Regions from separate parts of the Zea mays genome. Here region 2 is linked to region 1. A link is a contact called in public Hi-C data. All regions are on one chromosome and are shown on one strand. The core of a region is the stretch at or near the end of the contact, and the rest is flanking DNA. Distances in the headings are between cores, read along the strand shown. Region 1 has its middle 27 kb from the start of LOC100278708. Region 2 has its middle 170 kb from the start of LOC103639995.

Region 1 (7,008 bases), core at 1,826-4,325:
GAGGGGTAAAATTTTTCTTCTTCGATACTCACCAAATTTCGGCGTTACTCTCTTTTCTCTTCATGTTTTGCTCCTTCTTCCAATTTTCAAAGTAGTATAGCGACTGGTGTCCATATCATGTGTAAACAAAAACCTAAGTTGAGATGGGTGTTGCATCATGCCGAAGCATATTTATTTGTCTGATGCTGTGTTTAATCGCGCGTCCGTCTCGCCTCGTTTTGGGTTTTGATTCGCAATTGGATTCCGATTAGTGGTCATGCGTGTAGTGGGTTTCCGGCCTGGCCCGCAACCCGACCCAGCCCAGCCCGGCCCGGACCCTGGCCGCGCGCCCCTGGCGCCCCACACCCCACATGCGCGCGCCCCCTTCACTCTCTATCTCATTTTGTGTTTCCCGCGCAGCAACTCCCTCTCCCTCTCTTCCACCTCTCTCCCACCTCCTTGCCCTAGGTGTGATCCGGTGGACGGTTATCGCCGATTGTTGAATCCCAAGGTGAGCTCCCCTCCCCTCTCATCTCTCCCTCCCTCCCCTTCCCTCTTCCCTGGGCACGCGCCCCTCTCCCCCACGGCCTTGCACCCTCACCCGACGGCGCCCACGGTAGCCCCTCTCCCCCGTGGCCCCATGCCCTTCCCCGGTAGCCTCGCGCCCTCCCCCGGCAGCGCCCCCAGTGGCCCCTCTCCCCCGCGGCCCCATGCCCTCCCCCGGTGGCCCCCATGCGGCCCCTTCCCTATGGCCCCTGCGCGGCCCATCTCCCCCACGACACCACACCCTCCCCGGCGGCCCCCTACGTGGCACCTCCCCGGTGGCCCCTACTTTCACAGCCCAACCAAGTTATCGGGCCCATGTACACCAATCCTTGCCATCAAGGCCTTGGATAGATATGTAAGTGGATCAGATAACTTACTCGGGGTGCCGAGTTTCGATGAACTCGTTCAATTCCAAGGACCATTCACCCAAAGTTGCAATTATTACAATAATCATACATGAACATAAACTTTAAACACAGGAGTTGAGAGGAAGACTTTGCAATAAGGTAATAGACATTAAGTAACTTTTAAGTATACAAACCGAATAGTATTTATTATTACATGCCCGAGGTAAAGTTAAAGTGCTAACTTATTACATCAACTGGGAAGAAACCATCTTCCCACAGTACACACATAATGCACATAAGTAAAAGTCGCTATTATGAGTTTAACAAAACTCAAACGTGTTGATAGCTTCTCCGGCAACAACAATGGGAATAAAACCCTAAGTATGGAATTACTCAGCAAGACTGACCCGACTAAAGAAAAGACCCTCAAGGATATGCTAGTTGTTGGGAATCAAGGTAAAGCTTACCAAATTTCAAAGACTTAGTTTTGCAGAAAAGCTTACTAGTAGTGGGTCCTTAAGCCAAACTTTTACTTCACAAGTTAAGTTCATTTTCTGCATCTAGATTTGCCTAATCTAGAGCATTCACTTGTCCTATACTAGCTTCATTTTAGCATCTTTTGTTTCACTTGTTAACTACGCTGAGGGTCGAAGATCTAGTCTTCATATCCGAGAAGTTTGGCGATGCGAATCGATTAATACCCAGCTGGGGATCTCCAACCACACGACATATGTAGCACTTAACCCTTGCATATGTCAACTCGGCCATGGGTTTCTCAAGACCAGAATAGGTCCCCGCCAACCGATAGCTCAGTACCCCACCATCCAGCCTCTTGCCAGGTGGATACACGATACTCTCGCCATCTCTCCACTCCCATTGCGGGCCAACCTTTCTAGTATTGGTCCAACCGAGGCTAAGCTTACCAATGATGAGGCATGTGGCCAGTTAAAGGGTCCTAGATCAACAGGCCAACAATCGGAATGGTCCTTAATCGACATAGACAGTACGACCTTTCCTGCTCAATGTCTGGTCTCACATTAAATTATTTATGAAAACCTGGTACCTGTTAGAGGTACCCTTCTAAAATGATGAAGTCATCAAGGCCTTTGATACCTTCATCATTCTAGTTCATTTTTCTTTGTAAAAACAAGATTCATAGATCAAAACATTTTTGTTCCTAGTCTATAAGCATACTAACCACGTCTAGCTTTTCAAATCAGGTATCAAGGATGATAATCAATAATTCAAGGAAGTTATGCAGCAAAGGGTTAATCATTAAATTCCTACCACCTAATGCAGCATATAAGTGATAAAAGTTTTAAAACAGCAAGTAGGTGGTAAATGCACCGGGGCTTGCCTTTGTGAGGAGGAGAGTCGGGCTCTTCTATAAGGATATTGCAGTTAGCAGCAAATCCAAATGGGGCACCTTCTGGAGGACCTTCGGCGATAACCTCAGTTGGAGAAGTTTCAGGTGGAGGAACAGGCTCCTCTTCCACTTCCACTTCAAATTCTTCTTCTAGGTGCTCTACAAGTCAACTAGAAATACATGCTCATGTAATGATATGATATGCACAATCTCACAAGGGAAAGGTGGAATGCTCAATTATTCTTAAGTAAACATATAGTTATTATACTTATAGTTTTAGGTTATCTAATGATGGCTTAAAGTGGTCCAACTAAATCTACTTCAAAGTATCAGAGAACATATACTCCAAAGCTTGCCAATATTGGTGTTTGACATTATGTGTGACTCAAGTTTGATCCAACCCTAAATTAGTATTAAAGATTAGTGTGTTTTAAATACTCATACATAGTTAGTTTCTGGTTTTCTAATTAAATAAATTCCAAACATGCTCAAACTTTGACCAGGAGTTATTCTAAAGGTATATAAATTTCTCAAAATTTTCTATGATTTTTGGACCTATGGTTTTATTTCTAAAATTCTTTCAAGCTTCTCAAGCGTACTTTAAAATAACTAAGAATTTACTTATTATGGCAAAAACCCTAAGAATAATTTTAATATAAACTACATAATTTCGTGGGCTCTACAAAATTAGTTTAGTAATTTTTTGCAGTTTCCTATAATTTATAATGAATTTTGCAACCTGCTACTCAAAAGAAAAAGGAAAACCACCAATGGTACTGGCCCGAAACCATACGCTCGGCCCACGGGTTTGCCAGAGCACGGCCCCACATCAGCCATTCTCGCCCGCGCCTATCCTTTTTGCGGCCAAGTCCCTACTGCCCAAATTAATTTCACCGAGCCTATTCTACTATTGCAGTGAGTCAAAGTCCCACGCGTTTAACCCCTCGGTCTTCGTTTCTTTTACCACGGCGGGTCCACGACACCGCCGCGCTAGAGTGTCGGCGAGCCGAAATCCAACTAGCCAAAGGGGCCGTCCCCAGCGAAAATCGAGGCACCCCCGCATGCCCCGGACCAAGGCGAACTCACTCAGGGTAGAAACGGCTACGGAGACCTTAAGAGCTATGTTCACCGTGACACCGGTGAACACAAAAGTCCGGCGAGCCACGACTAGAACCTAGGACATGGTAGAACTTAAACGAAGAGTATGGGGAGCATCAGTGGCTCACCGAGCACACGATGCTCATCAAAGTTTGCTTGGAGAAGTCGTAAGCGGATCGGTCAACGTTGGGGGTGGTTCACGGCGTCGATCCACGACGGCAAGCCGGTGTTCTGGACCAACCAGAATGTTAGAGATCAAACGGGCAATTCGGTGGGCTTCACCATCAAGCGTAAGCATTGGAATACTAAACCCAGGGCACAAAATTATACCGTGTTAGCCTGACCTTGATGGGGTGAGACGTCGGCGGCGTGATCACCAAACGCAGGGAATCGCTGTGCGAAGGACTTGGGCAAACACCCGGTGCGGCTAGGGGAGCGCTAACACAGACATGAAGACGTGAGCCACTACAACCCACGGTGAACTGAACTGAACTAAGGGGGGGGGGGGGGGGGGGGGGGGGGGGGGGGGGGGGGGCAGCGAAGGCTCCTGAGCCTGGCTCTTAAGCAAATGGGACAAAGTGTATGCACTAGCTAGGTTCAAAGAAATCAGGATGAGGAGGGACCTCGAGGTACCATCAGTTACATGAGTGTAGGCACGTGGCTTCACTTCCCCACTCCACACAGGACCAATATACAGAGAGGTAAAGAGTGGAGGCTTAATCCTGTGCTGACAGCAAAACACATGAGTAGTTGAGTCACCATTTATGATATGCTCAATTCTGCCTCTGTTGCCTTCACGCCATTTTGTTCAGGATAGAGTTATTCTCATCCATTTTTTTCTAGAGTTTCCTGGAAGGGTGTAGTAGATTGGGATCCTGTCTGCTGATATTTTTTTTATCCTAGCTGAACTAGTCGAACTTGAATGCAGGACCAAATTGGGACCCCTTTTTCTCTCAATTACCAATAGCAACAGATCCATCTTAATTCACAAGAGTTATTCCCCAACCATAGATCTACTAACTTGCTATAGCAACCCATGGTTCAAAATACTCAGAACAAGAGTTATGGTGTACCAAAGTAGAGCAAAAAGACTGAAACACCCAGTTTCAGCTAACTGAAACAGCTCACCCCCAACCTGACATAGAAAATTTCAACACCTTTTTCTTCACATTTTACTCAGTAGCAAGCCCAACTCTCAACATGAAACTGTTTCACCTTCAAATTATCTTCCATCTTGCTATAAAACTTTTGGACCAAAACCTCATGAAATTGTCACAAAAATGCTCGAAACCGGGCATCATGCACTGCAAATTCAGTTTTCAGTGACTGAACATAATTCAATTACAGCCAACCTGACAGCTGATCTTGGAACCAATGTTTCTCCAGGTTTTGTATAAGATCAAGTCCCTCACCCTTAAATACATTTGTTCATTTATAGATAACCTCCATTTTTGTTATAAGGATCTCAGCTCAAAATTGCCTAGAAAAGGCACCACACAGCTCCAAAGTAGAGCCAAATACTGAAACTCAAATCTGTTCACTATTCATTATCTGGAAACTCCAAGAACCTGACAGCCCATCTTTAGGCACCCTTTTCTGTGATATTTGTGTAGCACCAAGCCAGCCTCCCTTAAACAAACTTGCACACTAATATATGTTCTTCAACTTTTCTTTAAATGGTATGGTTTAATACTCCAAGGATCAAGCACTAGAGAGCTCCAAAGTTGAGCCAAACACACAATGTCTGTGTGCTGAAATAAGATTTAGCACATTGAATCTTTGGACTACTGTTACTGTCAGGTCCAACTGGTTTTAGTGGCATTACCCTTAATCAAACTTGTACATAAAAGTATAGGCTTCCACTTTGGTACAACACTCATAGCCCAGAACTATATGGATCAGCCCTTAAGGAGTACCCCAAATCTATTTCAGACTCAAAAATCATCAGGGCTGAAATTTGCTCTGAAGTCTGAACATTGCATCCTTAGGCTCCTTTTTCTGCCAGTTCCATATGGACCTAGGGTTATGTGACTTAATAAAGTTTGAGCACCTGGTGCAGCTCTACAACTCTGCTACAACGACCGTTTTCAAACTGTCTACAGATCGAAAGTTACAGAGGCCTAAAGAGAGCTAACTAATACGAATTCCAGAATTCCAAACCCTAAGTCAAAACTTAGTTTTAAGTTTTTCTCCACTTCTTCCTATGAAACTTGTAAATCTCTACACATGGAAATTGCTTGGTTTGGAAAACCCTATAACTTTAATATTTTGACTTTTGGCAAAATATTGCCAGATCACAAATTTCACCTTTGGGACCAAAACTTGAGTTTTCAAACTAGGTTTTCCACTCTCTATCCATTACCACATTTCATTTAGAATTTGTCTTGGTCCTAGTGAATGCATTCTAAGTGTGTTCAATACAAAGATGCCAATGCATATGATGTCATGCAAAGTTTTAGTTTTCAGTAACAGCAGGGGTGTTACACCTGCGCGCGCCCCGGCGCGGCGCCGGTCTGGTCCCCGGCGCGCAGCGCATTCCCGCGCACGCAGACCTAGCGCGCGACATTTAAATTTCAGTTTGATTAATTTTAAATTTAGTTTAATTAACGTGCTATGTCTCGTGACGATTTAGTTAAAATCCAGATTATTAATGTGTTGCGTCGCGCGCTTCGCCGCACGACGATTCATTTTAATTTTAGATTATTTAATGTGTGACGTCGCACATTTAGTCGCGCGACGTTTTGTTTTAAATTTAGTTTAAGTGATGTATGCCGTCGAGCGCTTCGTCGCGCGACGCTTTACGTCATTTTCATATTTAATTCAGGTATTTCGTAGCGCGCTTCGTTGCACGACGATTCGTTTAATTTCGGTTTTGTCTAAGTGTTGCGTCGCACGCTTCTCCGCGTGACACTTATTTTATTTTTTAGCTTAGTTTGCGCGTGCTGTCGCGCGCTTCGTCGCACGACAACTTGTCCCAATTTTCGGTTTAGTTCACGTGTGCCGTCGTGCGTTTCGCCGCCGACAATCCTCTTAAATTTACCTTGAATTGTTTATAATAATTGAACGCGTAGCGTAACTTTATTTTATGCATAACGCGATTGTTAAATTAATATGGGTATGTTTTCACAAGTGCTTTAATCCGTAGTTGCTTAACATAATCTCTTTTCGACCATAGCCTCGACCGTTGTTTTTTCTTTCTCGCTTAGTCGTAGGTGCGAACCCTGCGCCAAGCGTCTGCTTATTTGTTATATTCTACTGTGTGGTGTACTATTCTTTTTGTATTAAATTTGTGGAATGTATGTTTGAACTCGTATAGATAACAGTCAGTTGGCGGAGTCCGAAGGAGTTGCAGGTGAAGACCCTGAGCAGCAGCTGGTTGGTGAAGGCAAGTGTCCCTTGACCCATCTATGTCCTACTCATTTTATAATTCACTCCCCGCATTTACACAATTTATACCTAAGGATTGACTAGCTTTTGTTTATCATGCCCTTGTTTACCTATGTGGGTTGGGTTATTTCGGTTTAGCTCTATGCTATTCCTCCACACTAATCAATGAACATGATGAGATTATTTCTGATACGTTGTTTTCCCTTTTGATTATGATGATGATATTGTAACATTTAAGGGGACTCGAGCGGGTTTTCGAGTGCCTCTCAGTGGTTTGTTGGATGA
Region 2 (6,530 bases), core at 1,574-4,073, 160 kb after region 1:
GCGTGGGGACGCTACGAGAGCGGGGAGGATCGGAGTCCCTCGCCGGAACCACCCGGTCCGCAGGCTTTCAGCCGGGCCATACGACGGGCGCCGTTCCCGACCCGGTTCTGAACCCCGACAACTATCACAAAGTACTCGGGGGAGACGAGGCCGGAACTGTGGCTCGCGGACTACCGGCTGGCCTGCCAACTGGGTGGAACGAACGATGATAACCTCATCATCCGCAACCTCCCCGTGTTCCTCTCTGACACCGCTCGAGCCTGGTTGGAGCACCTGCCTCCGGGGCAGATCTCCAACTGGGACGACCTAGTCCAAGCCTTCGCCGGCAACTTCCAGGGCACGTACGTGCGCCCTAGGAACTACTGGGATCTCCGAAGCTGCCGCCAGCAGCCGAGAGAGTCTCTCCGGGACTACATCCGGCGATTCTCGAAGCAGCACACCGAGCTACCCAACGTCACCGACTCGGATGTCATCGGCGCGTTCCTAGCCGGCACCACCTGCCGCGACCTGGTGAGCAAGCTGGGTCGCAAGACCCCCACCAGGGCGAGCGAGCTGATGGACATCGCCACCAAGTTCGCCTCTGGCCAGGAGGCGGTTGAGGCCATCTTCCGGAAAGACAAGCAACCCCAGGGCCGCCAGCCGGAAGATGTCCCCGAGGCGTCCACTCAGCGCGGCACCAAGAAGAAAGGCAAGAAGAAGTCGCAAGCGAAACGCGACGCCGCCGACGCAGACCTTGTCGCCGCCGCTGAGTACAAGAACCCTCGGAAACCTCCCGGGGGCGCCAATCTCTTCGACAAGATGCTCAAGGAGCCATGCCCCTATCATCAGGGGCCCGTTAAGCACACCCTTGAGGAGTGCGCCATGCTTCAGCGCCACTTTCACAAGGTCGGGCCACCTGTGGAAGGTGGCAGGGCCCGCAATGACGATAAGAAGGAGGATCACAAGGCAGGAGAGTTCCCCGAGGTCCACGACTGCTTCATGATCTACGGTGGGCAAGTGGCGAATGCCTCGGCTCGGCACCACAAGCAAGAGCGTCGGGAGGTCTGCTCAGTAAAGGTGGCGGCGCCAGTCTACCTAGACTGGTCCGACAAGCCCATCACCTTCGACCAGGGCGACCATCCCGACCGCGTGCCGAGCCCGGGGAAATATCCGCTCGTTGTCGACCCCGTCATCGGCAACGTTAGGCTCACCAAGGTCCTCATGGACGGAGGCAGCAGCCTCAACATCATCTACGCCAAGACCCTCGGGCTCCTGCGGATCGATCTGTCCTCGGTCCAGGCGGGCGCGGCGCCTTTCCACGGGATCATCCCCGGGAAACACGTCCAGCCCCTCGGACAACTCGATCTACCTGTCTGCTTCGAGACTCCCTCCAACTTCTGAACGGAAACCCTCATGTTCGAGGTGGTCGGGTTCCGAGGAGCCTACCACGCAGTGCTGGGGAGGCCATGCTACGCCAAGTTCATGGCCATCCCCAACTACACCTACCTCAAGCTCAAGATGTCGGGCCCCAACGGGGTCATCACCGTTGGCCCCACGTACCGACACGCGTACGAATGCGACGTGGAGTGCGTGTAGTACGCCGAGGCCCTGGCCGAATCCAAGGTCCTCATCGCCGACCTGGAGAGCCTCTCTAAGGAGGCGCCAGACGTGAAGCGCCATGCCGGCAATTTTGAGCCAGCAGAGACGGTCAAATCCATCCCTCTCGACCCCAGCAACGACGTCTCCAAGCAGGTCCGGATCGGCTCCGAGCTCGATCCCAAATAGGAAGCAGTGCTCGTCGACTTTCTCCGCGCAAACACCGACGTTTTCGCGTGGAGTCCCTCGGACATGCCTGGCATACCGAGAGTGGTCGCCGAGCACTCGCTGGATATCCGAGCTGGAGCCCGACCCGTGAAGCAGCCTCTGCGCCGATTCGATGAAGAAAAGTGCAGAGCCATAGGCGAGGAGATCCACAAGCTGATGACAGCAGGGTTCATCAAAGAGGTATTCCATCCCGAATGGCTTGTGTAACACCCTGAATTTGGGGGTATAAAATTTCTTTTCTAATATCCACCAAATTCAGGTGTTACCCTCTCTTTTCCTTACTTTTCTTTTCTTTTTTTTTCTAAATAATGGATAGGTATTTTGCTATATATTGGCGTAAGCCTAGTGAAGTGAGCCCTAGAGCTGTTTTGTTTGTTGCATTCATACCGTCACAAAGTGTTTCTAAGTGCAAAAAGTGTTTGAAACGTGTTAATATACCATGTAGAAGCCCCAACAATTTTTTTATTGTTTCAGGGTTTTTTTTTCCTTTTCCTGAAAAGCAAAATCTATTTATTTAAGACACCTAAAATAATTTACAAACTCTAAGTATTTTGATTTGAGTTCACGTGGTGCCAAAACATATCTACGGATTGTCCTAGAATTTTTGAGCCATTGGAACATTTTCAGGTACTAAATATAAATTTCAGATTTTTTTTGGAAATTTATTGATTTGTAAAATCCAGATATTTATTCTAATCTGATTTACGAAGTTTGTTTAATTTATGTTCCAAAACTCCTTTTCCCTTCCTTAGACGATCCCCAGCCGTGAGCCAATTGCTGCACGTTTTGAAGAAAATGGCTGGGCCCCACGTGCATGCATTCTCCAATATCCTCGCACGCAGAACTGCTCGCTATCACGACGTCGTCACCAGCGTCCATGATGCCAAAAACTTCAGAACCACCCGATGCTCCTCTCCGTGCTCCAAACTCCCACGCGCAGGCCACCGCGGCCCGTGCCCCGCTCCTCGCCCGGCCGGCCCAATTCCTAGTGTGCGCGGCCCATCCCGTGTGCGCGCTCGCTCAGGCCCCTGCACGGCCCAGCCTCAGCTGGCTCGCCTCGCTCGCACAGCGCGCGTGTGCGCTCTCTAGCCGCTGCTATTGCCATGTCTGTGGCCCCATATGTCAGGTCCATCCCCTCCCTCTAACCTCCCCCACAACGCACGTCCTAGCACCCAACGATGCAATACTAACGCAAAATGCCGCTCAAACCAACTCCGTGCAGCCCCCTCTCCGCACTCGCCTCATCCCCCAGCCCCCGCTCCCTCCACGGCGAACGCCGTCCTGCAGCCTCGGAAGCAGCGCGGGTGCAAGCGAGCTCGACGCGGCCGGTCCCCGGCTAGCCCAGCTCGACGCGGCCGACCCCAGCATCCCAGGGCGCGACAGCACCTCCAGGCGAACGCCCAAGTCACGGCAAGGCAGGGCGATGCCCCTGTGCGCGCGAGCCCTATAGCTTGGCTGACCGGGGCCCCCTTGCTGCGCGCGCGCTCTACCGAGCTGTGGCCATGGCGTCCAGCCAAGAACCGCCCCTGCCCATGCGTTCCTCCGGTGAAGTGCCCCCTTGCCGACGGCCATGCCTCTCCCCCACTCGCCATGGCCACCTGCTACTCTGCGTCCTACCATTCTGTGCAGCAGGGCAGCAGGAGAGCAGACCCTCCCCCTGCAGCTATTGGCCGTGCCCTCTCCGTGTAATCAAATCAACCATGGATGACCCCTTTCTCCTGGTCGTGCTTTTGGCTGAAGGAAGAAGAGAAATGCCCATAGCCACACTTGATCCCATCCTTCCGGGATCTGTTGTGGTCTTGCTTCTTGTGACCCTTTTTGCGGCCACTTCGTCACCAGTGAGATGCACTACATCATCGGTAATCTGCGATTAAGTAATTATTCCATGCCTTTTGCTTTAATTACTCGTTTCAATCTGTTTTAAGTGCATTGGATTTGCAACGACGTTGTCCTCGTGTTACTAATACTATTTCATCATTTCACATGTTTTAGATATTTTATTAAATATTTATTTAACTAAGGTTTTAATATTGTTTTTCCCCATTGAAGCTGATTTACCGTTTTTAACCCGCGCACGACTTGCCTAGGCTGTTCTCGCCTCGCCGTTCGAGCGAGACGCGATTCGCGCGCTTTAATAAAATTGGCTCACCACTCACGTAGAAAAAAGTGTTGTGCAGGATTGGTTGCAGCCACGATTTTGTGGTACTCCTTGTGGTTTCGGCTCAGCCAACTAAAATACGCTACCTCATCTTAAATACGTGAACTAGTAAATATTGAATATATTTTACCTCGTAGATCCATTTTGTCTCGTTCCAGTTGTTTTAGATTTGTATTAGATTTGTAACGACGTGTTAATAATATTGTTCCATTGTTTCACATATTTTAGCTAATTTATTTTTAATATAAAAACAACATTTAGTTAGTGATTCTCGCATGTTCGCATTCTGCTTCGCGCATCACGCGTCGCTCACTCATGTCGCGTGTTGTCCGCACACTACCCGCCTGTACTGTTCGCGTGGCACGTTTAAGTCAGCGCGTGCCGTTCGCACACATCGTGCGTGTCGTTCACACGTGTCGACGCGCGCTGTCGCGTACGCCGTTCCGCGCACCTTGTTTAGTGTGTTGCGTGCCATGTCGCGCGTGCCATTCACACGCGTTGTCGCACGCCGTGCGCGTGCCGCAGTATTGTTTCTTGTGTCGTGTGGCGTCTACGTGTAATAATAAATTATTTTCGCTTATCATATATTTTAGATAATCAACCTAAGGTTTGCTCGACTAATATTTATTAGATTAATATATCAGTTAGATTAAATGTGTAATGTTCAATTTGCACTTTTATAATAAATATTAACATGGTAAATATTAACTTAACTACTTTCTATTTATTTAATATTTGTTTAGTATAAACGTGTCGCCTATTTAGTTTTCCTCGCCTGTCGAGCGTGCTGTTCCGCACGTGATGGCGTGCTCGTTCGCGCTCGTCGCGCGCGCTGTTTCGTGTGTCATCAGCGTGCGATGTCGCGCGTATCCGCGCGTCGTTCGCACGCTGTCGTGTTGTTTCGTGCATCGTCAATTCGCATCGCTTAGAATCTCTTGTGTTAATTAAATTACTTATTTATTTGACAGCTGTTAGCGTAACAGATTTAATTAGAACTAAATAGCAGTTATAATTTATATTTTATAATATCGAATTAAATGTTTTACTTAATATTTATTTAGCGTAAACGCGATATCTTCCAGATCGACGCTTCGAGTTCGACACTTCTTTTCCCTCGCGTGACTGTAGTAACACGCTCTATTTTGTTTTGCATGTTTTATTATGTTTGTATTTGTATGGTGTAATGTTCTTATGCATATATATGTTTGCTTGCTTGTGTCTGTTCGTCTTCGCTCCGCGTTGCAATTAGAATGCGATCCATCTCCAAGTTTCGAGGGATCGAAGATCAAGCGTTGGCGACCATGTGATCAAGCTCTCTGAGTTCTATGAGGCTGAAGATCCTGAGCATCTGTTTGGTGAAGGCAAGTGTCCTTTGACCTTTTATGTCCCATTTACTTTATAATTCATCAACCCGCATACCATGATCAACCTAAGGATTGACTAGCTTTGTATTTACCTTGTCCTTGCTTACCTTTTGGGTTATTATGGTTAGCATTTTGCAATTGCCTTAACTTAATCAATGAACATGATGTGACTATTTATGATACGATACTGTTATCCTGATTATACTGTTGATCTTGTGATACTCTAGGGGGCTCAGGCTATTTCCTGAGTACCTCTCCGTAAGGACCTGTTCGTTGAGAGACCACCCGGGATAACAGTGCAACCATGAGGGTGGAATGGGGTGCCCTTAGCTAATTAATTAGAGGAACTAGAAGTGTAGTTGCTTCGCCGTCGTGCCGTCAATGGGGTCCAGGCACAGTGCTTGCTCTGCCGAGGCGGAGTGCCGAGGTTCTTTCGTTTTGTCTTTTTTAGTCACCCTCCTGCGGGGAGAGGTACTGTGTTTATCAAACTGGAGAAACCTAACGGGCAGCTATGACCTCTAGGGAATCTTTGTAAAGGCTTCGTAGTGAATCCCTGGCCATTCACCTTGGGAGTGAATAAGGGTCTTGCAAGCCCGGGCTAGAGAGGGAATCACGGCTCATGGGTAAAGTGTGCGACCTCTGCAGAGGGTAATGAAACTGATATATCAGCCGTGCTCACGGTTATGAGCAGCCTTGGGATCCTCTTTGATTAGAGATAACAGATGGTTCGAGATACAATGGTTCTACTAATGTTTTTGGTTCGATGATGATCATGATGTTTCCTCGATGAGGAAATGGCTCACGGGTTGGTTATTACTAAAACTTGGCTTCCACTAACAATAAATACTTGACCAACTAAAAGCAACTGCTTTGACCTTAACCCCACATAAAGCTAGTCCACCTCAGCCAAACGGGACATTTGCTGAGTACGTTGATGTGTACTCACCCTTGCTTTCACAAAACACCAGGTTGCCTTTGGTGCAATCTATGCTCAGGTAAAGAAGAAGGCGTCGAGGCGGATCTCTAGGAGTTCCAGGGCTTCGATGAGTTCGAGGATTAGGCTAGCGACCTCCCCCAGTCAGCTGCCTGTGGTGGGTTGTTTACGTTGGCTATGTTTCGATTCTGTGTACTTTGATTTATATTATGTAAATGGCTCTCGTCTGTAATATTATTACTTACTCTTTATTGTAATTCGAAGCATTGTG

The links. Hi-C and Micro-C count contacts between places; a contact is called where the count stands out from the background.
Region 2: a contact with region 1 is called in a Hi-C map of leaf, with 6 times the contacts expected there. The contact joins two enhancer-like sites. A contact is called at or near these places in 9 of 25 Hi-C or Micro-C datasets (ear, leaf and tassel).

The regions. Positions count from the first base shown.
Region 1 is chr9:69,403,711-69,410,718 of Zm-B73-REFERENCE-NAM-5.0, forward strand. No RefSeq gene overlaps it. Among protein-coding and RNA genes, the nearest start is that of LOC100278708, 27 kb to the left of the region's middle. Within about 2 kb of position 3,076, at least 15 of the 20 cell types and tissues checked have an H3K27ac peak or open chromatin away from gene starts, as enhancers often do. A contact at or near this core is called in ear, leaf and tassel, where this site is marked.
Region 2 is chr9:69,563,833-69,570,362 of Zm-B73-REFERENCE-NAM-5.0, forward strand. No RefSeq gene overlaps it. Among protein-coding and RNA genes, the nearest start is that of LOC103639995, 170 kb to the right of the region's middle. Within about 2 kb of position 2,824, at least 15 of the 20 cell types and tissues checked have an H3K27ac peak or open chromatin away from gene starts, as enhancers often do. A contact at or near this core is called in ear, leaf and tassel, where this site is marked.